Linked DNA regions of Mus musculus: region 1 is linked to region 2. A link is a contact called in public HiChIP or PLAC-seq data. All regions are on one chromosome and are shown on one strand. The core of a region is the stretch at or near the end of the contact, and the rest is flanking DNA. Distances in the headings are between cores, read along the strand shown.

Evidence for each region. HiChIP or PLAC-seq counts read pairs in DNA pulled down with a chosen protein or histone mark.
Region 1: a FOXA1 HiChIP or PLAC-seq map of pancreatic cancer cells shows a contact between it and region 2. The contact joins two enhancer-like sites. A contact is called at or near these places in 1 of 15 datasets of contacts at CTCF or cohesin (the NIH/3T3 cell line) and 1 of 115 datasets of contacts at active chromatin or transcription factors (pancreatic cancer cells).

The regions. Positions count from the first base shown.
Region 1 is chr10:97,245,524-97,250,636 of GRCm38.p6, reverse strand. No RefSeq gene overlaps it. Among named protein-coding and RNA genes, the nearest start is that of Gm34044, 12 kb to the right of the region's middle. Within about 2 kb of position 3,301, at least 19 of the 459 cell types and tissues checked have an H3K27ac peak or open chromatin away from gene starts, as enhancers often do. A contact at or near this core is called in pancreatic cancer cells, where this site is marked.
Region 2 is chr10:96,804,282-96,809,654 of GRCm38.p6, reverse strand. No RefSeq gene overlaps it. Among named protein-coding and RNA genes, the nearest start is that of Gm33897, 91 kb to the right of the region's middle. Within about 2 kb of position 2,879, at least 40 of the 459 cell types and tissues checked have an H3K27ac peak or open chromatin away from gene starts, as enhancers often do. A contact at or near this core is called in pancreatic cancer cells, where this site is marked.

The DNA.
Region 1 (5,113 bases), core at 2,052-4,551, 440 kb before region 2:
CCTTGGAGGAAACTTAACATCCATGTCCGAGAGAGAGTAAAATCTAAAAGTTCAACCTCCTCTGCCAAGATGTGTTCCCTGATTAAAACATAAAGTTGGATTTCTTTTCTTCCGCATCGCCACTGGAGTCTCCATCTGAGGGAAAATGTATTATGATGCTTATCCCCAGTACCAGAAGGCTCCAGTGAATGGCAACATTGTGCAGTGAGCTTATTGAATTGCAAACCCAAAAATCAAGGCCTCCCCCAGATGCAAATCAGATGCATCCACAATGCTATTTCCTCAGGGGTGACAAAGGCTCCAGGGATTAAGATGTCCTGTCCCTGTAGTGGTACAAAGCTTTGCTGTCTTCTTCCTTGAAGCAGGTCACTTTGATGTACTAACTGGATAGACACAACACATATCCAAGGATAGTGAATGCAACTCTATTTCTGGGAAGAATTTATCCTAAATCTCTTTCCAAGGGATCAGAAACTAGACAGTCTCTGTCCTTTCCCTCACCCTATTTTGTGTGCCTGTATATTCCTGGCAATTCTTTCTATACTATTTGGAGATATGTTTATTGAAAAAAAAAAAAAAGACTGGTTCTGGTCACAGTAAGATGAAACTAACAAGCCAGCACATCTCCCTTGCTGGCTTCTACAGCTTAACATTACCTCATAGTATTGATTGTACAGATGTGGTGCAAGATTGTTATTACAGACAGAATACTGAACCACTGGTCACTGAACCAGTGACCCAAGCCATTTTGAATAAGGGCCAGATTTGAGTCTGGTATATTCTCTGAATGCTGTACATGAAGAAAAACACGTACTTTGTTTACATGTGTGTCTTCAATAGCTGGCTTCTGAGTCAGAGCTCTGATGTATGGCATCTATCAAAGATGGGGATATACCACCCACTGCGAAGTCTACATGAAGCCAAGTCTATTTCCTACAGAATTTTCCCTGACCTTTCTTTTCTCTTTTTCTTTCTTCTCTAATGTTCACCCCCACCCTGCTTCCTCCTTCCTTTTTTTCCCTCTCAACATTTTCTTCTTTATCCATATTTTCCCCTATCTTATTAGACTAAGGACTTTTTTGGAATATCATTGTATTTTATTCCTGTATCTTAGTATTCAGTGCCTGACTACAAAAGGCTTTCAATAAACACTTATTAAATAAACAACTCGTGCTGAATATCTAATGTTACTTGTGTATTCTCCCAGGAGTCTGCTCCAGGCCAATGCACAGCTGTTTTCTCCTTTGTCACTGTTACCAGCATCTCTATCACACTGGACATAATCATCATCATTACCATATTGATTGCTTACTCTCCAATCCGTAAGTGTCATAATTACTACATTATTTAATTCCATATGACCTCGTTAGTACCCTCATCTGTAAAATGGAAATCATGATAACACTTTTCCAACAAGCTTCCTGTAAGGATTGGAATGGAATGACAGGCAGAGAGTATGTGGTGTGTTGCTTGAATACTAAAAACTCTATACAAGCGACTTATTGATATAATCATACCTTTAAGCCTTATCTAACAGTTGAAAGATATAGGGCAGGGATGGCAAGTCATTGGCTGAAAATCTCTCATCTGATAAGTGTCAGACACTGGAAACAAAACCTTAATTTTAACTTTATAAATCAAGCAATGCCGGTGTCATCTTTCCATGACCAGAGTCTAAAGCTTGAAGGCTAGTAGTACTACGTCAAAACCAGGACAGGGTAAAAGATCAGGAAAGGTCTCCCCTCATAAACAAGGAAAGAAGCAGAACAAAATTCAATACTAACAAAGGAGTTTACCTTAACCAAGAAACCCCAGGCTGGGAGAAAAGTGCACCAACGGGTATATCCGAAATTTACCCATGACCTCACTCTTCCTGCTAGAGATTATCCCATCTTATGATTTTGTACTTTGAAATCAAACATAAACCCTTGAAGAGTTGGTAAATAGAATTTCAATGGGAGTGTCTAAATGACGGAATGCGTTCAGAAACAGAAAATAGCCCACCTGTGTCCTTGGGTTTCTTATCTTCTTTCCTGCTTGTTGGCCTCTGATTGGCTTAAACATTTTCTTTTTTGCTGTGGGGGTCAAGTTATAAAGATGATTATAAGGTCAATGGAATCTGGAGGATTTAAGTAAGTAAGCACTTACAGGAAGAACCAGGAATTGGCATTTAAAATATAATTGAAAAAAAAAAAACTTCCAGTTAAAATGAAAGTTTACAAAAAAAAAAAAAAAAGAAGAAGAATAGAAATGATTCAACCAGCTTCCTGGCAGGAAGTACTTAAAGTATACTGCATGTCCATAAAGCATGCTACAAAGACCCCATTCTGCTGAGTCTCATACCATTGCTATTGGGTCACATCATTTTATAGACAATTGCAAAATATATTCAGCCCATAGATGATATAGATGATGTATAATGTCCCATGTGTGTGCATGTATGAATGTTGGTGCACATATCCATGCAGGCATATGGAGGCTAGCAGTGAAGGTCAGCGGTGTGCTTAGGCCACTCTGCTCTCTATCCTATTTTGAGACATTTCTTGGGAAATCTAGTGCTAACCGATTGCCTAGACTTACTTGCTGAGCAGTAAGCTCAAGGAAGCCTCCTGACTCTGTGCCCACTGTGGTTGAGCTGGAGGCACACACACCTTTTTTTTTAGTGAGGCCATACACACGTTACTTATGTGGATACTAAGTTTCCACACTCAGGAGATTGTTTTGCAGATAAAGTCTCATCTATCCTGTTCTGGCACATGCTTTCTTAGCATTTCCATTTTTGTTTGTTTATTTGTTTGTTTGTTTGTTTGTTTGTTTGTTTGTTTGAGACAGGGTTTTTCTATATAGCCCTTGCTGTCCTGGAACTTATTCTGTAGACCAGGCTGGCCTCAAACTCAAAAATTAGCCTGACTCTACCTCTTACATGCCAGGATTAAAGGTGTGTGCCACCACTGCCTGGCCAGCATTTACATTTCTAAGCATCAAATTCTTCCAAGCCTTTCCAGATTTATTTAAACATAAATCGTGATAAAATTGGTCTTGTCTCAGAATAGGAAAGAAATAGAGCAGGCACAAACATGTCACTACTTAAATTAATAAGGCCCATGTCTGCTGTTATATAATTGCAGATATTCTGTAGGAACATCCGTTACAGTCAGCTTTCAGTTCTAGAGAGACCGATGATTTGAAATGCTATGTGTTTTTAATGAGTCATTTCTTTTACATTGTGACTTTGAACAGATATTTCCTGTCTTTCCCATTTTGCACTCTGACACAGTCATCTTTGTTTCATATGACTGCTCATAGTTGCAGGGATCGAGCTGTGTGCGTATGTGTACATGTGTACTTGTGGGTGTGGGTGCCTTCAGTCTTTTGTGTGTGTGTGTGTGTGTGTGTGTGTGTGTGTGTGTGTGTTTGTGCACACACGTGCTTGCACTGTGTTGCTGGAGCCAGAATAAGAGGTCATGTATCTTCCCTTATGTCTCTCTGCCTTATTGCCTTGAGATACACTCCACTGGCGACCCAGATGACCACCTTTGGGCTAGGCTGGCTGGCCAGAGAACTGCCTGGATTAGCCTATCTTCATCCACAAATGCTGGGGTTACAGGTATATGTAGTCATGCCCAGCTTTTGATGTGGATTCTAGGAATTTCCACTGAGGTTCTCATGTTTCTTATGTACTGAGCCATCTCCCATAACCCTGAAGGATATATTTAAGAGTATTTCATAAATTGAATAGGAGTATGATATTTGTTACCGCTGCTTTTAGTCTAGCATCTTTTGAGCGACAGCCGAACCAGCACTCAGAGTTAAATTGCATTGCATTCACTGTTGGAAGATGTTGAGTTTTCCAGGTAGTGCTTGATGTAAATAAATGGGGGAAACCTGTTTGTGTAAGATTTTGGCAAACATTTGACACTAATCGGCTTCAGCTTAATATCTCCCAATGAATCTTCATTACCTTATAAACAGCCTTTGAGAAACAACATAAAATCCCCTTTCATATTACTGTGCCCAGCTCTCCTCAACTACATAATGAGAACATATTAGACCTGGTGATAGGATTTCCGAGAGGTTGAGATGAATATACTCTAAGAACACGGTCTCTGGATCGTGTTGTGCACTGTGTTTGTTACAGATGATTAATGCCGACCTTAGTCAATACTCAGAAAACCTCATGTGCATCCCAGCGCACATTCCCCAACCTCCTTCAGTCTTGGTTGATCCCTGTCCTCTCCCTGCAGAATTCAGCTTTTCCCACCCAGCTTCAGATTGCTTTCCTCAAAGACAGTGCTATCCTGCGTGCTGAGCACAGCCATTGTCACACCCACCTCTAGCTGGAGAAGGAAGTTCTTCCTGGGATGCTAAGTATCACGTGTTGTAACAGTCTGTCTAGTGCAATATGTCAGTTTTGAAAGCTCTTTGAAGACTGGACCATGTCAGCTTCAACAAGTCTTGGCTGTCCAAATTTGATGTTTGGTGAATAATGGGAACTCATGCAAATTTTCAGCAAATGGACAGACTAAATAAGAATACCTGCATAAATAGAACATTTGATCAAGATGGACACAACAAAAGTTGTATTCTTACCTGGTTTAATTTCTTGAATCAAAGTTTCAAAGCAATGGCTTCCAATGAACTGACTTGGTAAGGATTCAATGAAGACTTTCAAAAAGTACAAATATAAAGCTTTCTAAAACAGATTCCTAGGCTGTGGTCCAGTGATCGTGGGTTAGAGCTTTGGGTAACAGCTACTTAAAACAGACTCCTTGTGGTTTTTCTGGCACAGCTAGTAACCTATGCTCTAAAGCAAGCTTGTCTTTTATGATGGGGTGGGTTCTACATTTTCACCCCAGCAGTTAGTGACACTTGACTCTTTAGAAGAGGCTTCTAAGTGATCTATTATTTCAGTTTAAATCCAGAGCACTCGCTCCTTCAATGATTCGGGGAAGCTATGTAAATTTATTCTGAGATATTCCTATTTAAAAATTCTACCAGTTTAAAAGATTTTTTTCCCTTTTCTTCCTAACAATTGCCATTTTATTTTCCCTACCCCAGGCCCTTAAAATAAGTATAAAAGATTTCCATATTTAAAATGTGCCCTTTCTATGAA
Region 2 (5,373 bases), core at 1,630-4,129:
GGTTGCAATTCCCTTTAGCTCCTTGGGTACTTTTTCTAGCTCCTCCATTGGGGGCCCTGTGATCCATCCAATAGCTGACTGTGAGCATTCATTTCTATGTTTGCTAGGCCCTGGCATAGTCTCACAAGAGACAGCTATATCTGGGTCCTTTCAGCAAAATCTTGCTAGTGTATGCAATGGTGTCAGCGTTTGGAAGCTGATTATGGGATGGATCCCTAGATAGGGCAGTCTCTAGATGGTCCATCCTTTAGTCACAGCTCCAAACTTTGTCTCTGTAATTCCTTCCATGGGTGTTTTGTTCCCAATTCTAAGAAGGGGCACAGTGTCCACACTTTGGCCTTTGTTCTTCTTGAGTGTCATGTGTTTAGCAAATTGTATCTTATATCTTGGGTATCCTAGGATTTGGGCTAATATCCACTTATCAGTGAGTACATATTGTATGAGTTCCTTTGTGATTGTGTTACCTCACTCAGGATGATGCCCTCCAGGTTCAACCATTTGCCTAGAAATTTCATAAATTCATTCTTTTTAATAGCTGAGTAGTACTCCATTGTGTAAATGTACCACATTTTTTGTATCCATTCCTCTGTTGAGGGGCATCTGGGTTCTTTCCAGCTTCTGGCTATCATATATAAGGCTGCTATGAACATAGTGGAGCATGTGTCCTTCTTACCAGTTGGAACATCTTCTGGATATATGCCCAGAAGAGGTATTGCGGGATCCTCCAGTAGTACTATGTCCAATTTTCTGAGGAACTGCCAGACTGATTTCCAGAGTGGTTGTACAAGCTTGCAATCCGACCAACAATGGAGGAGTGTTCCTCTTTCTCCACATCCTCGCCAGCATCTGCTGTCACCTGAATTTTTGATCTTAGCCATTCTGACTGGTGTGAGATGGAATCTCAAGGTTGTTTTGATTTGCATTTCCCTGATGATTAAGGATGTTGAACATTTTTTCAGGTGTGAAACTATCCCTTAATAGTTCTCATTGGATTTTTTGAGACAGGGTCTCACTGAACCTGGAACTCAGCCATTCATCTAGACTAGCTGGCTAGGAATTCCTACTCTACTCTGTCTGTCTCCCCAGCACTAAGATTGTGTGTGTGTGTGTGTGTGTGTGTGTGTGTGTGTGTGTGTGTGTGTGTGTGTGTGAATGCTCAGGTTTTGGATTTTATGTGGCTGACAGAGATTCAAAATTCAAAATTCAAGTCCTTACGTGCTCCCAATTTTGCCATGTTTAAAGCTTATTTTCACCTAAATATTTTTTCTCTTTGCTGTTCTTTGGCATGTTGGCATCCTTCGTGGTTCAAATCAGATGTTAGCTTCTTTCTGAAGCTCTTTGTGATCCCTTTACTGTAGACTGTTTTTCCTATACCTGGAGCACTTGCCTTCTATCACTTAAGACCCTGTGCTGTGGTTGAGTGTGTACATGTGTGTTCCTGTGTGCATCCTAAGCACCCTCCAAAAATCATGTTTTCCTGGACCTGCTTCTGTTTGCCACAGAGTTCTGTGAACCACATAATAAAGGGTACACTGAACTTTGCAATCAAATGTGTCAAAGAGCCAGTGCAGAGCGGAATATAATGTGCCACAGAAAAACAGTGAGAATGGACTTCAGACTTCATGCAGAGACGTACTAGAAGAAAGAGGAGGAAGAGAGAGGGAAAAGGACGCTGTTGGTTTCTAGCAGTGTGGACATAGAGACAACCCAAACACAAATGCATCTCAATGACTATGTCAAGTACCCAGCCACTAATAATTCCCAAGCAAAAACCCATTGGCAAAATTGAACAGGACCACCCATGAGCAGCTATGAAGCCCTTATCAAAAAACAATAAAAACTATAATATTATTCTCTTGATGAGAACACTCACAAGTAACACTAGAAAAATAGCTGGCATATATATATATATATATATATATATATAAAACCTTTCCCTCGACCTTTGTCTATGTCTGTCTATTTATACCAAACATGTGGAAGGCCAGTACCGTGCTTCTCTTCTCTTTGCTAAGGTAGACAATCTGGATTTATTTTGCATTTATCACCGTTAAACATTTTGGTTGAGCTTTACCCTAAAACCAATGTTATGATTCTCTTCACCTTGTCTGAGACTCAGCTCAGTCAGGAATGCAATCGGCTTCTTCCCCAGAAGCAAGGAGTTCTAAGGAGCAAGGTGAGACAGGAAGACAATCATGTTAAGAGGGTTTTTTTGTTTGTTTGTTTGTTTGTTTGTTTGTTTTAAATGTGCAGATTTTAATTTTGGTTGAACAACATAATGAAGTCTATTAAGATCTCAGCTTGTCTGTGAGACTTTTATTTCAATAGAGCCCTGTTGATTTGAAATCATACCTTTGTTTCAAAGGGCAAATTGTTCGAGTTATGTCGGCATTTTAAGGTTGTCTTTTTCTCCCCGATGGAAATATATTGTGTTTGACCAAAAGATGGTCTTCAATGACTAAAATAAAAAAATAACACAGAGAGGGTTGTTGCCGAGGTGCATTTACTTTAAACTATATGCAGTCTCTAAAGTACTTAGATGCATAAAGTTATTACCCCTATATTATTGCTATCTATCATCCCAACTGCTAATAAGATTCCTTAGATATGCTGAACTAAAGCGCTAAGCCATTGTTGAGGCTTTTCCTGTCATTCCACACTCAGCCACCTCTGGGGCGGGCTCCCTCCTTCTCGCCCCCCCCCCCCGCCCCCACTGCAGTTTCTTTCACTTGTGTAGACCCAGCGTTCACAGGAAAAAGAAGCCTAAGTGACAGCAAAGCCCAAGGCTTGGCTGATCAACCAAACAGGCCTGTGTGTCTTACTCCTGGGGAAGCCTATAACTATCAGAAACATTCTCCTCTCCTTAGTCATCTGTTAGTCAGGCCACGCTTGCCAGCCCCTTTCCTTCTCCTTTGGCACGAACATCTTCAGTTTCATCTTTGTCTGTGGTATATGTGGTGTAAAGTTGAAATGTATTTTGGACCTTGGTTACATTCTGCTTCACACACACTAAATCCATGTCTCCCTGTAACAGTTAAAATGAACACAGTTGCGACTGGAGAGATGGCTCAGCAGCTGACTACAGTTGTTACTTCTATAGAGGAGTGGAGTTTAGCACACAGTTCAGTTGATAAAACATTCTGTAACTCCCGCTCCAGGTGAGCATACATTCTCCTCTGGCTTCTAAGTCCTCATATATGCACACTTCACACATTCAGAGAGATACACGTGTACATAAATAAATAATAAACATCTTTTTTTTTAATTAACAGTTTTCATTTCTGGATCGATATAAATTGAACACTCTATTGATTCAAAAATTTGTGTATACTATTTCTTTTTAAATTTGTAATATTTATTGATTGATTTATTGACTGGTTTATTTATGTGATAGAGTAAGGCATGTCCCACAGCATATGTGTCAGTCAGAGAAAACCTCGTGGGAGTTCATTCTCTTGTTCTATTCTGTGGGTTACAGGGTTGAGCTTCTGTCCTCAGACCTAGCATCAAGCACCTTTATCCACTGGGACATCTCACTGGCCCCATTCTTGGTACTTTGAGAAAAGGTTTTCATCTGTATATTCTTCTATTTCCATTTAAATGCAAAATTTCCATTGTGTTTACGTAAGCAACTCAAATCATTGACATAGGAAGCAGTTCAGAGAGTATGGAAGTACGAATGAGGGATGTCTTCACAGATCACAATGTAATCTGTTCTATGCAGATGAACTCAACTTTTCACACCATCAGGATTTCATCACAAAAGATGGGCCTGCCTGAGATACTGCTCATGAAAAGTCAATAACTGCTTTTAAAACAAACATAATTCTGACTTTTGGGAAAAGCCCATCTATCTTTGTGGGCCTTTTTCTTCAAAGTAGCTTCTAATAATTGCAGATGAGTGTGTTTATTCCTTCAGTGAGGCACGTGTATTGCTTCTTAACATCTTCTAGGAGAAAGATTGGCAAGTTAGAGGAGATGAGTAGAATTATCTTCAAAATTTGTTTCATTTCTCATCTTTGTTTTTTGCTCTTTGAGTAATGCAAGTATGGAAAAAGTAGCATTTTGTATGTTAAAGCAGAGAGGATTTTAGAGCAGAAACCTAGCCCTGCTGTAAATTACAACACTTCAGGATTGCATGTTCCACATAATGAAGGACAAGAAAGGTTTTTTAATGAGTGTTCTAAAAGGGCATCACTCATAGCAATGACGGAGCTAGCCGTTTCATTACTGGTCTCATTAGTTCACATGAGTAATTTGAAGGATTATTCTCTGTTAATGTCAGAGAAGGAAACTGAGAGGCTTCGAAATGATACCAAGACACACAACATAAGGATTTTACCCTCTTGTTCCTGAGTGACCATTGGTTCATAAATCCAGCTAAGCCACCGAAAAAGTTTTCATCTAAGCTGAATACTCCATAAGACCACATACGAGAGATATTATTAAACTAAAAGACCTGATGTCTTAGGCCTCTTAATATATCTCCTCCCCGATTTTATGTTCCAGCTCCCAAGACTTTTGTATCCTATTTTGGGGTGCTGGAAATACCTTCAGCTTAGTGTCATATTTTTGCCTGAGTCCGATAATTTATTCCTAACTATACATGCTTCTCTCTGGTTGTTTAAAAAAATATTTTGATAAATGGATGTAGAAAAAAAAAAGAGAAACAGAAAAAGAATGTCTTATGTCTACAAGTAAGTCAAAGCTCTGAATCTCCCAGATGATACAGTGACTATCTGCTAGGGCACGCAGTGGTCTCATTTTATGGCTCCTCTCACAATTAGTTGTGTTCGGTGACTTCAGCACTATGTCAAACTATATGTCATGACAAAGATGGTTCAGAATTTACCGTGATTTGCTTCTAGAAGACAGTGTACCTTACAAATGAAAGAAAATGATCCTACATCATCAGAATGTAAAGAGAGCTGGCCAAGGGAAAAGCACTCTCCTAGCCCCTCGAGGGAATATTTGCTAAGCCCAGAATAACCAAACTAAAACCTTTTTTTTTTCCAAAGAGGTCAGAGTCCAGCGGAGAAATGGGAATGAATATAAATCATGATTATACAAAGCCTGGCTTATGTGGCAGAAACACTGTCTAAACAGTGATTCATTCTGACAGGGGTAGGGGTTGAGAAAAGCTTCCCAGAAGGAAGTAACATTGACTTTGGCCTCAGAGGATCAATTAAGCAGAGAAAAGAAAAAGACCCTGAAGGCTGGGATTGGCCCTTGGCAATAAAGATGCAGACTCTGGACGAAAAAAGTCGGACAGTATTTAAATGGCAAAACTTTATTTTTTTTTTAATATGGGTGAAACATGGCGATGTAGAGGCATGTGCCCAAATGAAAGGAAATGGTGAGACAAGACCCTGA